2 separate regions of the Sus scrofa genome follow, and region 1 is linked to region 2. A link is a contact called in public HiChIP or PLAC-seq data. All regions are on one chromosome and are shown on one strand. The core of a region is the stretch at or near the end of the contact, and the rest is flanking DNA. Distances in the headings are between cores, read along the strand shown.

What was found. HiChIP or PLAC-seq counts read pairs in DNA pulled down with a chosen protein or histone mark.
Region 1: a contact with region 2 is called in an H3K27ac HiChIP or PLAC-seq map of alveolar macrophages. The contact joins the promoter of HERC6 here to the promoter of PIGY in region 2. A contact is called at or near these places in 1 of 47 Hi-C or Micro-C datasets (embryonic fibroblasts) and 1 of 2 datasets of contacts at active chromatin or transcription factors (alveolar macrophages).

What each region holds. Positions count from the first base shown.
Region 1 is chr8:130,663,459-130,667,124 of Sscrofa11.1, forward strand. HERC6 (probable E3 ubiquitin-protein ligase HERC6) reads right to left here and starts at 2,133. Exons shown (of 22, transcript XM_021100765.1): 1 at 1,312-2,133. The coding sequence starts at 1,510.
Region 2 is chr8:130,525,778-130,529,204 of Sscrofa11.1, forward strand. PIGY (phosphatidylinositol glycan anchor biosynthesis class Y) reads left to right here and starts at 1,794. Exons shown (of 2, transcript NM_001271967.1): 1 at 1,794-2,068; 2 at 3,167-3,427. The coding sequence starts at 3,398. PYURF (PIGY upstream reading frame) reads left to right here and starts at 1,794. Exons shown (of 2, transcript NM_001271968.1): 1 at 1,794-2,068; 2 at 3,167-3,427. The coding sequence starts at 1,866. The coding sequence ends at 3,308.

The DNA of each region.
Region 1 (3,666 bases), core at 883-3,382, 140 kb after region 2:
CTAATTTCCATGAAAGGGGAATGATTAAATTGTACTCTCAGAGCCTAGAATGTTAGGTGACAACTTAAATTTTATTTTCAAAAAATTCATAATAAAAGGTAAACATGGGAGTTCCCATTATGGCTCAGTGGTTAGCGAATCCGACTAGGAACCATGAGGTTGCGGGTTTGATCCCTGGCCTTGCTCAGTAGGTTAAGGATCCAGTGTTGCCGTGAGCTGTGGTATAGACTGCAGATGTGGCTCAGATCCTGTGTTGCTGTGGCTGTGGCGTAAGCCGGCGGCTACAGCTCCAATTAGACCCCTAGCCTGGGAACCTCCATATGCCAAGAGAACGGCCCTAGAAAGGGCAAAAAGACCAAAAAAAAAAAAAAAAAGGTAAATATGTTCATGATATTATGTTTCGTGAAAAAGCAACTTACAGTTATATAAGCTCTGCATATATAAAACTGTATAATGACAAGATTTTATAAAAATCAAAAATATAATAAAAAAGGGCAAAATAGAAATGCATCAAAATATTAGGAGTTGTCTTCTGGTGTTAGAATTATTAGTGATTTCTCTTTTTGTTGTTGTTGTTAGTGATTTCTCTTTTTGTTTGTTGTTGTTGTTTGTTTGTTTTTGCTTTTCAGGGCCGCACCTTCTGCATATGGAAGTTCCCAGGCTAGGGGTTGAATCAGAGCTGCAACTGCCAGCCTACACCACAGCCACAGCAATGCAGGATCCCAGCAGCGTCTGCAGCCTACACCACACATCACTGGCAACTCCAGATGCTTAGTCCACTAAGTGATGGAACCTGCATCCTCTTGGATCCTAGTGGGGGGGTTGTAACCACTGAGCCGGGACGGGAACTGCAATGATTAGCGATTTCTTTCCCTATTTTTCTACAATGATAGTAAAATCGCTACCACATATATTTACATAATACATATGTTAACTACTATTAGGTACATTAATTTTAGGGAAAAAAGAGGCCCTACAGTAATTCTGAGGGAGTTACAGGTGCCCAAAGCACAAAGCACGTTTGGAAAGTTACTCTGTTCAGATAGATTCGCGCAGGTAAGGACTGGTCTCGAAAGGCAACTTTGCTCAGAGGCAGGCAGTCCAATTTAGTTTGGCTTTCAGTTTCCTTTTGAAAATAAAACTACTAGAAACCGAAACAAACCCGAGGCTCCTCGGGAAAACGAAACTGGTGAGTTGCGCTCTGGCTGCGCGGAGCACCGTTCTCCCGGCTCCTATGGCCAGGCGGACCCAAGGCTCCCAGCCCCGCCACCTGCCTGACCCCGCGCCCCGCACCTGCGTCCCGGCGCTCACCTGGTCGCTCCCCGCGCTGCACGCCCTTCCGGCCCAGCTGGCCGTGGCTGTTGTCCCCGCACGACTGGACCGCGCCGTTGCTCAGCAGCAGCAGAGAGTGCCGCTCCCCGCTGGCCGCCTGCAGCAGCGCGTCGCCTCCCGGGCCCGCCGGCCCCGGGTTCTGCGACCTGGGGCGGTCCCCGCTCCAGCAGAAATACATCGCGCTCCCGCACACAGCCGCCTGCCCGAGTCCTTGCGCTCCTGCCCGCTCGGCCAGCAAGTCAGACGGATGTGCGCTGACTTTCCGGAAAACACCAGGCTAAGTGAACCGCGCCCTTGCTGAAAGCGCGCTGGGGTCCAGCTCGCTCCCCGCCCTCTGTCCCCAGCACTGCCCCGGCACTCGTCATCCCGACGCCTCCCCACGAACCGCTTTCGGAATCAAACGTAAGCCGGCAAGTGCTAAGGAGCAGAGGGACCCCAAAAGAAAAGCGTCTGGATTTGCATCCTAGCTAAGCCGTTTACAAGCTGTGCGACTCTGAGCAAGATACTTAACGATTCTGTGCCTCCGCTACCATGCCAATGAAATGTGGACAGTAATACAGCAAATCTAACATAATTTAATAGATAATATTGTGTTGGAATAATGCCTAGAGTACTTAGTAAAAGCATCAGCATGCCTCTTCTAGACTGTTTTTGGCACTGAAAGTGCAAAATCCTCGTGATGCTTGTATTCATTCTCCTGTTTACATGCAAATAAACAGTAAAATGTCAAGTGGCCACATGAAGAAAAATAAAACAGTAAAGGAACAGAGGATAGGGACAGAAAGAATTAGCGTTTTTGATAAGATATCAGGGAAGGGCTCTCTGATGAAGTGACATTTGAGCAGAGAGCCAAGGGCCTGGGAAAGGAAATGAGTGAAATGAGTCATGTTCATATCTGGGATGAAGGGTGAAGTGGAGCATTTGGAGACTTTTGAGCAGAGAAGTGATATGATCTTTAACTTTAAAAGAATTACTCTGGGAGTTGCCGTCATGGCTCAGCAGTTAGCGAACAGACTAGCATCCATGAGGACGCAGGTTCAATCCCTGGCCCCACTCAGTGGGTTAAGGATCCGGTGTGGCCGTGAATTGCGGTGTAGGTCACAGACACTGCTCAGATCTGGCGTGGCTGCGGCTGTGGCTGTGGCACAGGCCGGTGGCTACAGCTCTGATTCGACCCCTAGCCTGGGAACCTCCCTATGCCGCAGGTGCAGCCCTAAAGAGCAATAAATAAATAAGTAAGTAAATAAATAAATAAATTTATTTTAAAAAATCACCTGGAGAACAAAACTGTAAATGTAATGTGCAGTTTCTGTCCCCAGTACTAAGTACAGTGTGTGCCACAGTAAAAGAACTCAAATGTCAGCGAGATAGTGAATAAAGAAATAGAGAAAATTCTAGAAAAAGTAGAATTCTCAGTTGACTGTGTTCACGCACTTGGAAACCGTAGCTCCCATCTATAATCATGTTTACCATGGGTTGACTAATTTATATAAAATATCTAATTTGATTCTTTCAAGGGGTTTTCTCAGTTAAGGTTCTGTGGGTTGCGAGTGACGGAAAACATGACCTAAGTTCGCCTAAGCAAAAGGGAAATTTACTGGTAGATTGTATTGTTATTATTCAAAAATATTTGCTGTCCTCTCCACCCTGTGGCGTCAAGTTGGAGCATGTGAATTTGCTCTGGCCAATGGCATGCAAGCAGGAAATGTCTTCCAGGCAGACCATTTAAGAGCCAGTACTTGGCAGACACTGTAAGTCGACTATGGTGGAAAAAATAAAAATCATTTTCAAAAGGGCCAGTTCTTATTTTCCCTACTCTCTTTTTTCCTCCATGACAATAATTGGTGATTTTCTAGATAGAGATTGTTCCATCATTCTGGGTCCCAGGTCAAAACAAAAAAAAAACAAACAAGCTTCAACAGGGTTGCAGCTAATCGATGTACTATAAATGAGAGAGAAATCTTTGTTCTTATAAGCCCCTGAGCTTTTGGGGGGTGTTCCTTAGCCTCTTCTGACGGTCACATAACGGAGACGCCTGTCGGCACGGCTGATTTCAGGAAGTGCTGTCAACAAGGACTGTCAACACAGTTCTGATCGTGTCACTTAACTTTTTGCAGGGTGGTCGGCCTAATGGTATGGAATGATAAACGCAAAATCTTCTGTGTGTAATTTAAGGCCCTCTGTGATTCGCTGGTAACTGCAATTTCATTCATTCATTCTCTCTCTCCCTTTCTCTCTGTCTCTGTCTCTGTCTCTGTCTCTCTCTCTCTCTCACACACACACACACACACACACACACAGTTTACTGTCACAATGAACAGCTCGCCTTTTCCT
Region 2 (3,427 bases), core at 544-3,043:
ATCCCTGACAGCTGCCTCAGGCTGAAATCTTTTGCACATTAGTGAACAAAGAGCATCCAATGATGTAGTAGATTTTTTAAAGTAGAGTGAACAGACAACACAAATTGCCTCTGCTTTTGCACTGCTGAGTGGAAGAGAAATTTGGACATACAATCTTGTATGTGTATCTATATATCCCTCAACTCCTATCCCCACCTCCCAGGAGCTCAAAGTGTGAAGTGGTAAAGCCCCAACGATGCAAGAAAAGATTCAATATTTAGCGAGACAACGAGAAAATTTGGACGTTCCCCTCGTGGCTCAGCAGGTTACGAACTCAACTAGTATCTATAAGGATGCGGGTTTGATCCCTGACCTCGCTCAATGGGTTAAGATCTGGCTTTCCTGTGGCTCTGGTGTACGCTGGCAGCTGCAGCTCGTATTTGAGCTCTATCTAGCTTGGGAACTTTCATGTGCTGCAGGTGCGGCCCTAAAAGGACAAAAAAAGGGGGTGGATTTTGATGACTAACCAAGAATCTTCTAGTATACTGGGCTGCAAAGAATAGAGAAAATAAAAATGACAACATATGCCATTAACTGAGCATTCATTTGCCACAGGCATTTTTCTAAATACTCTTTGCATTCATTAGCACATTTTAAGCCCCAGGATGGAATTATATGAGGTAGGAACAATAATTAATCTAATTACACAGATAAGAAAGCTGGGGAGGGAGTTCCCGTCGTGGTGCAGTGGTTAACGAATCCGACTAGGAACCATGAGGTTGCGGGTTTGGTCCCTGCCCTTGCTCAGTGGGTCAAGGTTCCGGCGTTGCCGTGAGCTGTGGTGTAGGTTGCAGACGCGGCTCGGATCCCGCGTGGCTGTGGCTCTGGCGTAGGCCGGCGGCTACAGCTCCGATTCGACCTCTAGCCCGGGAACCTCCATATGCCGCGGGAGCGGCCCAAGAAATGGCAAAAAGACAAAAAAAAAAAAAAAAAAAAAAAAAAGAAAAAGAAAAGAAAGCTGGGGAGTTAGGAGATTTGCGGGAGCCCTACAACTAGTAAACGATGCACCTGGGACCAAGGTGTCAGGCCCGGACCCCCGGCACTTACCTCCTACACTATAAGAAAGAGATCAAATCCGCATCATTTTCTGGGAGAGTCAGAAGCAAATGCGGGGCGAGAAAAAAACCACTGTGTGGATCACCCACTTAATTAAAGGACACAGTTACTTAGACTCCTTGCGGTTTCCAAGCTCATTTACAGAAGCAAATGAGTGGTGCTATTATTATGCCATTGAGCCCAGGGTAAGAAACTGGGCATCTTAAGTTTAAGAGGACTAAGCCATTCTTTTCCCGTTCTTATATTTTTTTTAATGAAAGGAGAAAAAAAAAAAGCCAAACAAGGTTATAGGAAGTGTGGTACTGCAAAGACTGACAGATACACATAAAACAAGTAATGCTTTTTAACATACCCAGTGTGACAGTGTGTTGGAAACCTCCTTTTGGTGATAACCACGGAGGTCCAAGTCTATCACTGTGTGACTCTGAGGTCCGGCCACTGGCTTCCTGGAGGCCCTGCGACAGGCCCTGGTGAAAACTCAGGACGCCTCCACTTGAGCGTGGGTTTTGTCTGCAACCTGCAAACGGGCAGGAAGAGCCGCAGAAAGCCCAGGCTGCAGGCGGGGCTCTCCATACCGAGCGGTGCCGCGGGAAAAGCAGTCGGGTCCCGAGCGCCCTCGGAACCAAAGAGCGGGCCTCCAGCCGTCGGGGGCAGCGTTTCCCGAGCACCGGGGGGCGGGGCCTGGCCGCCTGGGCGGGACTCCCCGGGATCGGCTGGAGCGGCCGGAGCGGCCCAGGGGGTGCGGAGGTCCGCGCGCCGGCGGCCAGACCATGCTGAGCGGAGCGCGCGGTCGGCTCGCCTTAGCGCTGCGAGGGACACGCGCGCCGCCGTCCGCGGTCGCCAGGAGGTGCCTGCACGCTTCGGGCTCGCGGCCGTCCGCGGACGAGAACAAGAAGGAGGGGAAACCGCCACGCGCCTTCGACCCGGCGCTGCTGGAGTTCTTGGTGTGCCCGCTGTCCAAGAAGCCGCTCAGGTAAGATTCGTCCGCTGCGGCTTTTCCCTGGTGGCCCCCTGTCGCCGGGGAGACGTTCAGGTCACCCGGGTGTTCTTCGCTGCCATGTTTTGGACCCGGGCCCGCCAGCTTCCCGGGTACTCGCTCCGCCGCGGGAAGGGCGGGAGGAGGCCCCAGCCGAGCCCCAGGCCTCCCGGACCAAACCGGCCACTCGCAGGCCTGGATCCTGGCGGGCAGCTTCTCCGCCGGCAGCGTTTTAGAATCTCGGGGGAATCCTTCTTAAAACGCAGATCTCTAGGCAACGCCCCACCCGGGCTCAATCCGAAGGCCTTGGGGCCGAGCCAGAGCAACTGCGTATTTTCTTGAAAGGATCCCAAGTGATCTTCCTGTACAGCCAGGGTTATGAACTCGGGATTCGGAAGACTAATCCATGGCATTCAGATTTTTAAGGCAAGGCGATGAAAAATGTGATAGCTTCCAGATTGTTGCGAAAACGCCGGGTAGGATCTTAAGCGCATCAGCTACGTGTGCGGCCCTTTGGTTTTTAGTTCTCGACCAGCCGGTTCTGTAAAGGCCTTCTTAACCTTTCACCTAGACTCTTTAGGATAAACATCTCTGCAGTTGCAGGCTGCTAAACCTGAACGTGGACAATACTAGCAAACACCGCAGTGTCATCAGTGGCTGCCTTTGGGTGGTAGATTGCTGCTTCCGTGGTTTCCTTCTCATGGATCAGTGAGGCAGGTGTTCTGATAAGCGAAGAAGCTGAATTTTCCTCTCGTGTCTGTTCCAGTAGTAAATTAGCTGGGATCGTTTGAGGGTTTAAAAGAGTCATGAAGGAATATTTGGATGAAAAGGAGAGATCTTTTCTTTTTTTTTTTCCACTAAGGCATAGCTTAAGAATAACGTGAAAAAGAAAATGAGAGAAACAGACTAAAATGGGAACAATTAGAGATTCCTTTTCTAAGAGAAATGGTTGAATTGGCTACTGCTGCTTTTAGAATGAAAAACAGTCTAATTCTGCTTTTCTGGCTCTAACTGTGTGAAGAATTGGATAAATGTTACTGTTTATTGAACCTCAGACTCTTCCGGGATTCATTTTGGTTTTCTTCTGCCCCTCAGATATGAACCATCGACAAATGAATTGATTAATGAAGAGCTGGGAATAGCCTATCCGATTATTGACGGGATTCCTAATATGATACCACAGGCAGCTAGGATGACACATCAAAATAAGAAGCAAGAAGAAATGAAGCAGCACTAGGTCATACGTAAACACAACACAAGGAAATTTTCTAAACACCATCCACCTTCGAAGAAGCCAGCGTGGCGGGTGGTGGGTGGGAGAGAAGAATGTTTCTGTCTCTTCCCACGCTGACTGTC